Regions from separate parts of the Zea mays genome. Here region 1 is linked to region 2. The links are chromatin contacts, called in public Hi-C maps. All regions are on one chromosome and are shown on one strand. Each heading gives the region's core, a stretch centred on a gene start, on an enhancer-like site or on the middle of the called end of the contact. The rest is flanking DNA. Distances are from core to core; before and after follow the strand shown.

Region 1 (6,618 bases), core at 683-3,182, 430 kb before region 2:
GTCCACGAACCGGAGGTTCTCGCCGCAGGACATGTTGGCGGCGAGCAGGCCCGTGAAGCGGTTTCCGGCGACGCTGAGGTACTCGATGGACGGGAGCGCGAGCAGCGCCGGCGGGAGCGGGCCGACGAACCGGTTCCTCGACACGTCCAGGCGCTCCAGGAGGTAGAGCGAGGCGACCTCCTCGGCGGGGACCCCGTTGCCGAAGCGGTTGCCGCTGAGCACGACGCTGGCCACCTTCCGCCCCAGGCGCGGGAACGCCGGGCCAAGCGAGTTGTTGGAGAGGTCCACCGCCTGCAGGTTCGTCAGCGCGCTCAGGTCCGGCACCTGGCCGGAGAGGTTGTTGCACGCGAGCGCCAGCGACCGCAGCGACCCCATGTCCCGGACGGACTCCGGCACCGCGCCCTGCAGCGAGTTGTTCCGGAGGCTGAGCACGGCCAGCGACGCCAGCCTCCCGAGCCACCCGGGCAGCTCGCCGGAGAGCATGTTGTCGTCGGCGATGAACGTCTGGAGGCCGCCCAGCCGGGATAGCCCCTCCGGGAGCTGCCCGTAGAGGTAGTTGCCGCTGACGTTGACGATCTCCAGCGACGCCAGCCGCGACACCTTCCCCGGCAGCGGGCCCCAGAGGCCGAGCCCGGTGAGCGTCAGCACCCGGAGGTCGGGGAGCCTCGTCAGCGTCGTGAAGAGGGCGTCCAGGTTGAACGTCTTGGGCAGCGGCGGGGCGCCGCCGGGGCCCATGATGTGGAGCTGCGTCACGCTGTCGCCGTAGCACTCGACGAAGGCGGAGGCGGTCTTGTAGTCCCCGCCGTAGCAGAAGTCGGTGCCGTTGCCCCAGGTGCGGAGCACCGGCGGGTAGCTGAGCAGCTGCTGGATCTTGAGCAGCGACCACGTCTGCGACGACTGCAGCTGCGCCGACTCGGGCACCATTGCTAGCACTAGCAGCAACGGCAGCAAGACGGCGAGCAGAGGATGCCTGCAACCGCAACTCCCTCGACCCATCCTTGAACCTTACTTACTTACGCTTGCTAGCTCTAGCTTGCCACACACAGAGAGAATTCTCCTCCTCCTCTCTCTTGGAATTCTTCTGATGATTGCCAGCTTTCTACTGCGCAACCGATGGCAGCGAGGCCAGAAATGATGAGCAAATGATCAGAAACGGCGAAAGAAACCTTTTCTCGACCTCGAGCTGGAACCGAAGAGAGTGGGAGTCTCCAGCCTCTTGGTAATCACCCACACATCTAGAATCTGGAAGAAAAGATTTCTAAGCTCTGAATGCAGTTACGCAGGGAGCCTGAGCCAGCAAAACGAAGGCAGCAACGAACTTGGGAACTCGCAGCAACGAGGTATAGTTATTGGAGATAGCTACTGGCGACCAGAAAAAAAAATGTCCAATCCTGCACTGCACAGGGGACGGATCTGAGTGGTAGACCGCCGGTTCTTTTCACCCCCTGGCAAGCAAGCAAGCAAGCACTGGATGCCAATGCCTCTCCCCTCTTCCACCCCCTCCTGCAGGCACCCCAGATTTGCTCCCTTTCTTCACGAACTGGCAACAGGGCTGCACAGCGATTGCACCGTCAGGTTAACCAAGCATCATCTCTGCTCGGCACTGTCACCTACTCCTCCTAGTACTACTAATCACCGTATTTTTTTTAAAACTCACCAGTTGATATGATTATTAGTAGTAATTCCAAGAAACCAGAAACACAAGTTCAGGAGCTTCAGTTATTACCTTACAGCTACAGCTACTGGAGCAGCACAGCGCCTCACTGCCAGTGCCAGTGCTGAAGGAACGCAGAGGTCAGCTTGCGAGGGACTGGGACTGGGAGAGAGCACGAGCTGGGGCAGCAGATGAACGCAATGCAACTGATGAACCGAGCGCTGTCTGTCTCTGAATGGAGTGGAGCACTGCAGCATCTACAGTCCATATTATTTTGCCCTTGGGGTTTTGTGAATGCTGGGTGGGAGATGATGGGATGGGATCATGGGAGTAGGGAATCGTATGCGCAGTGTGTGTGTGTGTGTGTCGGCTACCACTACTCTACTGTCGCCGAGCATCACGGGCTGGCTTGGCGCGTGAGGAAGAGGCCACAAAGGATTGAGCTGGACGACGGCGGTTGGCAAAAGGACAAGGAGGTGTGAGCCCGGAGCCATCTTTTCCCTCCCCCCTCCCCTCCCCTACCATACAAAAGCTCAGCGTTAGGAAGCAGGCAGGGAAATACGGTTGGTCTTTTGTAGGCTTTTCTTTAACCATTCTTTTTTTTTTGGCCCCTCCACAGCCGCTTTCCCTCTCCTTCAACCTGAAGATCTGGTAAAAGGTAGGCTAGGCTGTAACAGCATGTTGTTTTCTGGTAGGTTAAAATGGTTTTCACATTTCACTTTGGTGTGGCATCGCTTTCACTTTGGTGTGGCGAACATTTGCACGAACTGACCCTTTCAGTGACTTCATTCGTCGGCAAAAGACTGACGAAAAGAACGCAAATTTCAGGCACTAGACACGTACAAATACACCGTGAAATCTGGTAAGAGACACATGTAGATTTTTTTTTGGCAAGATAAAACTGGGATCTTGCAGAGCATGTGTGTGGTGTGCTGCTCCCTCACACGGGCTTGGCCGATGTCCGCTGGCCACGGCCTCGGCGTGCCCACGGCACTGACACCGACTGCATATATCCATCAGACAGACGACAATAAACAATCGCTGGGTTTCTCTTCTCCAACCACCGTACTACGTCCGATCGCCTCTAATTGGATGGACCCCCACCCCCCTCTCTTGTGAGAGTAGAACCAAATGGCGTGTATATTGGAAAGAATCTCCGGAGGCCACGATGCACAGTTCATGTGACCGCGAGTGAGTGAGACAGAGACAGAGACCATGGCAGAGGAGGGTAGCCTGAATGTGAACAACGCGAGGGAAGAGAGGAGAGTAGAGAGGATCCAAGAACAGCAAGAAGAGAGAGAGAGAGAGGGATGGCGAGAAGAGAGACGTGTTCTGTTGTTATTTCATAATTCGAGATGGATCCCCGTGTCGGGCGGCTAGCGCATGTATATATATACATGGGATGATAATTTGATTTATATTTGAGCAGTTTTGTTGTAAGCATTATTTAAGTAGAAAAAAACAAATGTCTAATAAGAAGAGACAGTAAGATTTATAGTTTTTAGACGCCAAGCGCATGTATAGGTTATGAACTAATACACACAACTTGAAAAATTTATGATTATGAAAAAGTATGGTAATTCATATAGACTGTTGGAAATACCTTTATGTCTCTAGCATTACTCACTTTAAATTTTTTATTAATACTCAGCCAATTTATAGTGGTCTCGTTGTTTTGTAAGTAATATAATGGGCTAGAGTTTGAAAAGCTAAGACTCCAAAGCAATCGTTTTAGGATTGGAGCAGTCTAAACTACGTATTTCCATCTATTAAGTGTATATATATATATATATATATATATATATATATATATATATATATATATATATATATATATATATATATATATATATATATATATATATATATATATATAGTTTATATATTAAGAGCTCTGAGCTTCCAATAATAGAGGAAGCCCAGGCTAGTTAATATGGGCATTTTGGTTGAACCACACCGAGTCAACAGGTCCTAGTCACGACGCCGTTACACCGTTTCCTCCGTCTGCCAGCCACCTCTCCCACGTTTCCTGTTTCTAAAACCGTAGTCGCGCAATCAACGGAGTCAAACCAGCGCCGATAGGAAGAAAACCCCAGCCGCGCAGATTTTCCTTTCGCCGGAGGCGACTCCCCAGGCGATTTCCGCGCCTCCAAACCAGCGCAGCGCCAATCCACCGCTGCTCCAATCCAGCGCCCTTCCATTCCAGTTTACATCCTTCAATCTCCCAGCATTGGAGCCCGATTCAAGAAGTTCCAGGTAATCCAACATTGAAATACACCGAGTTTGCCGTCGATTTTTTGAAGCCTATCGGTCGATTGAAGTGGATTTGATTGTAACCCTTATTCTCCAGCTAAATGTGTGATTTGTATCCGTTTAGACATCACTCTAATCGGGTCATTGCATCGCGCATTGCATCTCTTTTTTGTTTAGGAGCCCCGATATTAGGGCATATGTATTTATTCTATATCCTCACTATCGCCCGACATTCATAGATCTAGACAAAGGCTGTGGATTAGGTATTTACTGATGAGTTAGCAGAGAGTTCTCTTATACAACTCAAGTAACACATATATGCTTTTTGTATGTAATATATATGCATATCTTCAGTACTGTTTATACACATTCACTTGAGTCATTTGTTTACACATTTATTTTATTATATATGCATATAGTCAGTACTCTTTATGCACATTTACTTTAATGATTTGTTTTCACATCTATTTTATTATCAAATATGCTTATTTGTATTTGATATATATGCATATCCTCAGTACTGTTTATGCACATTCACTTGAGTCATTTGTTTACACATTTGTTTTATTATATATGCATATAGTCAGTATTCTTTATGCACATCTACTCTAATGATTTGTTTTCACATATATTAAGCATATTTAAGCAAATGTTATTTAAATATTCATGTTATTTGAGCTAAATGTTTTTATTACTATGAACCAGTTATTAAAATATGTTGTATAGTTAGTTGATGCAAAAAGGCTCTTATTTTATCCTGATCCATTTACAATTATATGAAATATTAAATCAATCTTTATGCTTGTATATAACCATTGTTCATTAAATGCTATCGCATAAATATAAAAGGTAGTTTAAGTTATGTAATTCCACTTAGCATTATATAGTATGCATTTCAGATAGTTATAGTAAAAATTAGTTCTTTTTTTGGCATATATTCATGCATAAATCAATGTATTTAAAAACAACTTCTTTTTTCTACAGATTTATTCAGTATTTAATCATGAAGTCTGTTGATCGCCCGCCCAGTAATCCAAAAAGATTAACCATTGAATCCAGTCAGGAGGTTTTTTCAATTGACATTTCCAGACGTACAAGATCCAGCAGCTCAGCTCACCAAGATGATATTCCCCAAAATCAGGAGCAGAATGAGCCACAACCAGCCCCAATCCATCGTTTTCGCAGAAAGGCTTTAGCTTGTCGTTTAAAAAAGAAAACTGTCGGGGACCATAATTAGGGGTACCCTCAAGACGCCTAATTCTCAGCTGGTAACCCCCATCAGCATAAAGCTGCAAAGGCCTGATGGGTACGATTAAGTCAGGGATCAGTCCACACGAGTGACTCGATCACGCTTCACCCGAGCCTAGCCTCGGCCAAGGGCAGCCGACCTCGAGAGACTTCCGTCTCGCCCGAGGCCCCCTTTTATGGCGGACACATCACCGGCTCGCCCGAGGCCTTGGCTTCGCTCAGAAGCAACCTTGACTAAATCGCCACACCGACTGACCAAATTGCAGGGGCATTTAACGCAAAGGTGGCCTGACACCTCTATCCTGACACGCGCCCCCGGCAGAGCCGAAGTGACCGCCGTCACTCCACCGCTCCACTGGCCAGTCTGACAGAAGGACAGCGCCACCTGCGCCACTCCGACTGCAGTGCCACTCGACAGAGTGAGTCTGACAGGCAGTCAGGCCTTGCCAAAGGCGCCACGGCGAACTCCGCCCCGCCCGACCCCAGGGCTCGGACTCGGGCTAAGACCCGGAAGACGGCGAACTCCGCTCCGCCCGACCCCAGGGCTCGGACTCGGGCTAAGACCCGGAAGACGGCGAACTCCGCTCCGCCCGACCCCAGGGCTCGGACTCGGGCTAAGACCCAGAAGACGGCGAACTCCGCTCCGCCCGACCCCAGGGCTCGGACTCGGGCTAAGACCCGGAAGACGGCGAACTCCGCTCCGCCCGACCCCAGGGCTCGGACTCGGGCTAAGACCCAGAAGACGGCGAACTCCGCTCCGCCCGACCCCAGGGCTCGGACTCGGGCTAAGACCCGGAAGACGGCGAACTCCGCTCCGCCCGACCCCAGGGCTCGGACTCGGGCTAAGACCCGGAAGACGGCGAACTCCGCTCCGCCCGACCCCAGGGCTCGGACTCGGGCTAACACCCGGAAGACGACGAAACTCCGCTTCGCCCGACCCCAGGGCTCGGACTCCGCCCTGGCCTCGGCCGAACGACTTCCGCCTCGTCCGACCCCTTGGCTCGGGCTCGGCCACGGCAACGGAAGGCAGACTCAACCTCGGCTTCGGAGGAACCCCCACGTCGCCCTGCCTAGGGCACAGACCGCCACGTCAACAGGAAGCGCCATCATCATCCTATCCCGAATCGACTCGGGTCACGGAGAACAAGACCGGCGTCTCATCCGGCCAGCCCCGCCGAAGGGGCAATGATGACGCTCCACAAGCTCTATGACGACGGCGGCCCCCAGCTCTCTTACGGAAGCAGGACGACGTCAGCAGGGACTCGACCGCTCCAACAGTTGTCCCTCTGCCAGGCTCCGCCGCACCTCCGACAGCCACGACATCACGCCAGCAGGGTGCCCAGATCTCTCCGGCTGCCACATTGGCATGTACCTAGGTGAAAGGGAAATGTGCCTTTGGGCCATTTCTAAGTATTTTGGTGATTGAGTGCAAACACAAGTGCTTAAATGTGAAAATGTGCCCA
Region 2 (6,447 bases), core at 2,996-5,495:
TGGGTTTCAGCCTATTTGGATAATGCTGAGAACTTTAAACGGCTTGTGTAATATCTTGCTGGTGCCTAACTTTAGTTGGGTTTTGCCTGTGAGTGTAGCCCTTAGTGGGTATATTGAATAATGTAAATAAATACTCACTTCATTCTAAGGGCGTCTCTAATGGCCAGCTATTTCACTAGCTAGTTTCACTCCTAAATTTTAATGACTAAATTTTGGTCTCTTTTCTAAAATACCAAACATGATGACTAAAATCGTTCCTTTAAATATGATTTATAGGGACTAAAGTTTAGTAGGGTGACTAAAGCAACTAAACATCTTTTAAATTTTAAAATGTTCTAAGATATATAACTTGTGCTATATGTGTAGTCTAGGTTTCATGAGTATATCATGTGTGATTGTATATATTGGTATAATCATTTCACCAAGAAACAATATTATTTGAATGTGGAAAGTATATATTATTTAGGGGTGTTTTGGATTGCTCTAGATTTTAGGTTCAACGAGTTGAAGTCTATAATATAAAGTTAAATAATATTATTGGAATGTGAAAAGTATATATTATTTGGAGGGTGTTTGGGACTACTCTAAATTTCATCTTCAACGTGAAGTTATAGTCTATAATATAATTTTAAATAGTTTTAAAATTATTTTAAATCTAAAATAATAAACAAAATAACTTATTTAAACGCCTTCTAAAAATTCACAGCTTCAATTTTACGATTTACTGAAGATCATCTTAATGATCTATTTCACCAATTTCACCAAATATTTTAAAGTTAAAGCAGTCCTAAACAAAGTCTTAAAATGTAAAATATGCCTTAAAAGGTAAAATATTTTAGTTTGATAGAAGCTAGGTGAGTACCTTATTTTCCGTCCTTTTTATGCCACTTGCGTAATTTCTTACCCTTCAATAATATTGAAGTGGTATAGAATACATTATGACATGTAAATATTTTATCCTTCTATACCATCTGCGTTGGTATGGAAAGGCAAGAAATTAAATTTGAGATGGTAAATAAGCCCTTCGAATGGAAGGGTAAGAATGCATTGAAGTGTCACATAAATAAGATAACGGATAAAATTAGTGTGCCATAGAGAGGCTTCATCGACGAAAATTGTATATAAACATGTTAATTTGGTTTAGACTCAAATCAGGTTGGTAAATTGCAACATGAGAAAGACACGTGGATATATAGGTAGTAAAAGCTGTTATTCAATTAAAATTTCTTGCAATCAAATTACTAAAAAATATGAAAAAAACTCAAAAAAATATAGATATACTTTATCGTTTGTTCTACAAATGTATTAAATTTAAAGTTCTAATTTATCCTATATTAAAAAAGGTATAGAAAATTCTATCAAATATGAAAGAGTAAAAAAATGATAGATTTTTAATATCTTTTAACACTAGATAAAATCAACCTTAAAATCTAATATATTAGTACATTAAATAATAAAGTATGTGTCGAGTACTCGGGAACCAGGTATCCGAAATAGGCCCTTCAAAAACGGCCAACTCCGTCGATTAACTGTGCGAGACAGACCAGATGACCAGCTCTCCGATGAGCTACTCCACCGACTAATTCTGCGAGACGGACAAGATGACCAACTCTCGAATGATGACTAACTCTACGATGATGATCAACTCTTCGATGATGAACTCTCTGATGACCAACTTCGCTGACCTACTCTGTGAAATAGACCGAATGTGACTAACTCTCGGATGATGACCAACTCTTGGATGATGACCAACTCTGACTACCAACTCTCTACCAATCAGCTCTAGTCGACCAATTCTCCGTCGAGCAACCCGGCAAGGCACAGATCTAAGTCCAACGCTACTGATCCACGTCAGCTACGATGAGACGTGTCACCATCAAGCCACGTCCGGATATACGCACATCACACCTAATGGGCATCGAGGTCTCTATAGTGACCCGTACATTGGAAGGACAGGACAGCGTGTCATACCAAGCGTGCGCTGGCAGGTGACGAAGGACCCATGATGACATGAGAAGCCGTGTCATATATCTAAACTTTCTTTTTTAATGGCTCTCGATGAATCGCGCATATATCTAAACTTTCTTTTTTGTGTGGAATTTTACTGCTGCTGTTCGTTGTGTGTGTGTGGTTCTGCTTTATTGGGGCTGTTGGGACGAATTGCGTTTTGTTCTCCTGGCTCTTTGGGATATGCGGACGGCAGCAGCTGCGACATCAAAATTAAAGCGACTTGATCACTCCATCCAACGATCGGGTTTTGTCGAGGGCTAAGCGCTTTTTCTTGAGAGCGGCTTCCACGTTGTAGAAAACAAAGTCGATTTATCAACAACGCGGTATATTTAATCGCCCTGTTTGTCACAGCATATTCATAGATTTAAACAAAAACTGTGTTAAATATGTAACTTCTACAACAGCTTATCAGTTCAGTTGTTTATCAGAATGAACTAAAAACAGCCAACAAACAGAAGCTGGTTTTCATCAAATAAGCTGTTTTTCCAACAAGCACAAGCTGTGTCAAACATAACCAATAAACGCTTTCTCATGGCAGAGAAAGGAGCCTGATTCTATATAAATTTGCTGGCATCTACTAATAGTTCAGGAAAAAGAAATGTTTATGCTATTTTTTTCTCATAAACTCAATCAAATTTAAACTAGCTTGAATCTGATCAAACCTAGAGTTGCATCGTTTCTAGGATTTATATGATGGAAGTGATATAAGCAAATAGCTACTGTTAGAGAGTAGAGGTTTCATTGGACGTTTTCTAGAACGTCATAGGAGCTTGTTTTCCCCCACTGGCCACTGACACCATTAATATGTACTCACACAAATGAAGAGTATAACAAAAAGAATATATTTAGGAAAAAAATTAAAACAACACGTAATTTAAAACGTAGAAACGATTAATTTAATGGCATTTATTCTGTATTACAAATGTCAGTATTTTTTTTATACAAGCTCGGTCGATGCTCCCACTACAAGAAGTATATATACTCATAAGACCAACTCCAGCAGACTCCCTCTCCCTATCCGTATTTAGCACGGCCAACAGTATACAACGAGACTCCGTATCCGTCCCCGTTTCCAGCAGACTCCGTATTTGCACTCCGCTTGCAGTCTATGACACCTGGGGCCCGCGAGCAGCCGCGGGCGCATGCAGTCTTGTGCGGAGAGGAGAGAGAAACCGTGGAAAAGGGGAGTGCAGGTACACGGCGTGTGTTTTGCGGAGACAGATGCGGAGGCTGCTGGAGAGCGAAATAGTAACTTAGAGCGTGTATAATATGGATACGGAGTGGGATAGCCAGTGCTGCTGGAGTTGGTCTAAACGAGCAGCTAGCTGGCCATGCCTTGAAAAGCAAGAGAAAAAACTTTGGATTCTGGCCTTACTTCACCTGTTCTGTTCTGTTCTCACCACTTGAGACTAGGCACATGCCTACTCTAAGCCCAAACGCATCTTAGGCCATTAAAACTAAGACCATAGTGTGATTAACACACTTTTGACGAACTGGTTGCTTCTACTGCTGTCTGCTGATCATTGTTCCCCTCCATCTCACCGTCTCATGTGTGCCAGCTTGCCCATCTCACAGATTCAGATTCAGAACTACAGAAAAAGACACAAGAGTTAGAGCCATCTATCGACTATCGTGCTTAGCTACTGATTCATAGTTTAGCCAAGACTGTCACTGCACAAGTCATGATGCTGATCTTCATTAGTTACAATCGGTTTGGTCCGTTCAGGCTTTTGCAATGGCTGCAGCAGAGGAGGAGGAAGAAGAAGAGAACGCAAGGTGCGCGTGGAGCGCGTGTAGGCGCATGTCCAACCGACCCGTCCTCCTGTCCTGCTCCTCCTCTCTCTTTTTCTCCATCCAAGAATACCAAAAAGAAAAGAAAACCAGTGCGTCATGCCATGCGTGCGTGGACTCACTCTCGTCTCTTTATGAAGGGAAGGAAAGTTCCAGGGGCCTCGTTCGTAAAATGCGGATACTAGAGCGCTTTCCTGCAAAAAAAAAAACTTGGTCCTTGGTGTCCTGGCCTGCTGCGTTGCGTGCAAGACATGCACCCCTCTAGCAGTTCTCTCTGTATGCTGATAGTTTGCCGCTTCATCGCAGTGGATCGTCAACGGCTATGCACATCTCAAGCTGAGTGACTGTAACAAGCTTAACGAACACGAAGCCTAATCAAAACGGTGCATGGAATTCTTGCCTTGTGGTGGATATCCTCGGCCCACCGCAATTGTCAAGAAACCGGAGGCCATAACGTGAAAAATCCACAAAAATCCAACCAACAAGCTCGTCTGCCCCCCCCACTCCACCTCTTTTTTTTCGATGACATGCCGTGTATAACCTCAATTTCTGTTCGCGTATAATCGTCGGATATCTCCCTCTCCTCAAAATACTCACAACCCAGAGATCTCACACCCACGACCACCACGAGGGAAAAAAAACAACAACAGAGGAGAGAGACTAGAGAGAGAGAGAGAGAGAGAGGAGCGTTGGAGTTTGGAAGCAGTTCCTGCGACCTGCGGCCGGAGCCCCGGGGCATATTCCTCGCCCGGAGATCCCGTACCCGACCCTCCCCTGATAAACAGACGCAAGCGTCAGGGAGGGAGGGAGGGACAGAGAGAGGTAGAGAGGGCCGGGGCGAAGGGGGCAAAGATGCGTTCTTGAGGAGCCTGTGCAGGGGAGGTCCAATCCAGAGGCCGCCATTCCTTTTCTTTTCCCCCCAACCTCTGCAGGCTCTTCAGATCCAGCAATCCGGCTTGTTTCTTTTGCTGGTAAGGAAAGCCCCATCTTGATTGATCCTGACGTCTCGCGGTGATCTTCCGTCAAAACCAAACCTTTCTTCCGGGGGGTGGCTGGCTGGTTGGATGCTTCCAGCCTTCCAGTTTGTTTTGCAGCGTGTTTCCCATTTTTTCCCCCGGGGGTCTGCTCGGATTTGTTCAGTTCGTCCAGAGAAGGATCGTGCAGCGTGTACCATATTATTGTCTATATATGTGGGGAATCTGATGGTTGAGTTCTGAATTGATAACGATGATAAGTTATTAATTCTAAGTAGTATTTGCTAGACATTCTTCCTTGTTTTAATTCCATGCCATGTATGTACGTTAACTAAATGTGTATACGTAATTAGCGTTTGGCTGGGGCCATTTTACAAGCATGTATTTCGTTTCTGTTGTGATTTCTTCTTTTGTTTTTCCCCCCCACTGTTACCGACTTGACTCCCATGCTCAATGATTTAGACTAAGAATGTTACTAGTGACGTTCGATTACCCATCTGTGCTGTTCCACGGCCTTGACACTATAATGGATGGGTTAGTTTATCATTTACATCAGTGCTATATATGATTCCTTTTCCCCGAAACAATTACATGTCGGTGTCAAGGGCAAGTTCTATTTCTCTATCCAAGTTGGGTGCATATTTATAAGTTTGCTGTGGTAGGCCAACTTTAGATTGAAAATATATAATTGCATAAGATGCATAACCTGAAGACTTGAATGTGAAGGTGTTTACTTTCTGTTTAAGTTAGACCTCTTATCAGAAATGTCATTCACCAATAGTTTTTCCATGTTGCAGATTGTTTGTTTGTGCATTTAAAAAAAACTAGTTCATTTTCCAGTTTATCAGGCATATAATTCAGAGCATTCATTATTTTAATGCTATTGTAATTTCTTGCATTATATAGTTTACTCATTTACATCCATTTTATTTTATCCATCGTGCAGGTTGATTTATACTCTATAGTGGTTCTCTACTTAGCATCAAGTCTTGGCATGGCAATGGCCTCGTAGCTCGCGGCTCTCTAATAGGAATAATTTTACTCAAAATGAAGCTATAGCGTCATGCTATCTTAGGTTGTTTGGACAGTTCCTTAGGATACTGAAACTGTCTTAGATAATGGAGATGATGTTCACTCAAACATTTCTCCCGATAGATATACAATTGTAATTACACCAGAACTGTACTTACAATTAAGAACAACATCAGCTGTAACATTAGTAGTAAGAAACAGTTCAGATAGTGTGAAGAAGTTCATCTGTTGGCCTGCTATTTCAGGTACTTTCACATCTAGGAAAAAGAATGATTTCTAATGTTATCTTGATGGAGTTCTTATTTGCCTCAATAATTGTGTAGATACTGTGTGTGTTCCTGAAACTTCATGGAGACTTCCATATCTCCACCAGGCACATCAAAGCAGTCAGCTGTCCGCAAACCTTCTCCTGGAAGCTCTCTTAAGGATCTGTGCCTTGTTTCCAAACAAGGGTCAATAGCTGAAGTAGAATCTGCTTTGGCCTTGTTGAAAAAAAGTGGTGGGAACATTGATGGTAGAAATGCATTTGGTCTTAGTGCCCTCCACCTTGCAACATGGAGAAATCATCTACCCATTGTGAGGCGACTCCTAGATGCTGGCGCTGATCCAGATGCAAGGGTATGCACTATTTCTTTTAGGA

Evidence for each region. Hi-C and Micro-C count contacts between places; a contact is called where the count stands out from the background.
Region 1: a Hi-C map of leaf shows a contact between it and region 2, with 8 times the contacts expected there. The contact joins the promoter of LOC103631987 here to the promoter of LOC103631979 in region 2. A contact is called at or near these places in 8 of 25 Hi-C or Micro-C datasets (bundle sheath, ear, endosperm and 4 more).

The regions. Positions count from the first base shown.
Region 1 is chr7:8,217,574-8,224,191 of Zm-B73-REFERENCE-NAM-5.0, reverse strand. It overlaps LOC103631987 (putative leucine-rich repeat receptor-like protein kinase family protein), which reads right to left and starts at 1,932. Exons shown (of 6, transcript NM_001330590.1): 1 at 1,727-1,932; 2 at 1-1,552. The coding sequence starts at 996.
Region 2 is chr7:7,793,018-7,799,464 of Zm-B73-REFERENCE-NAM-5.0, reverse strand. LOC103631979 reads left to right here and starts at 4,245. Exons shown (of 12, transcript XM_020540933.1): 1 at 4,245-4,772; 2 at 5,722-6,052; 3 at 6,131-6,425. The coding sequence starts at 6,156.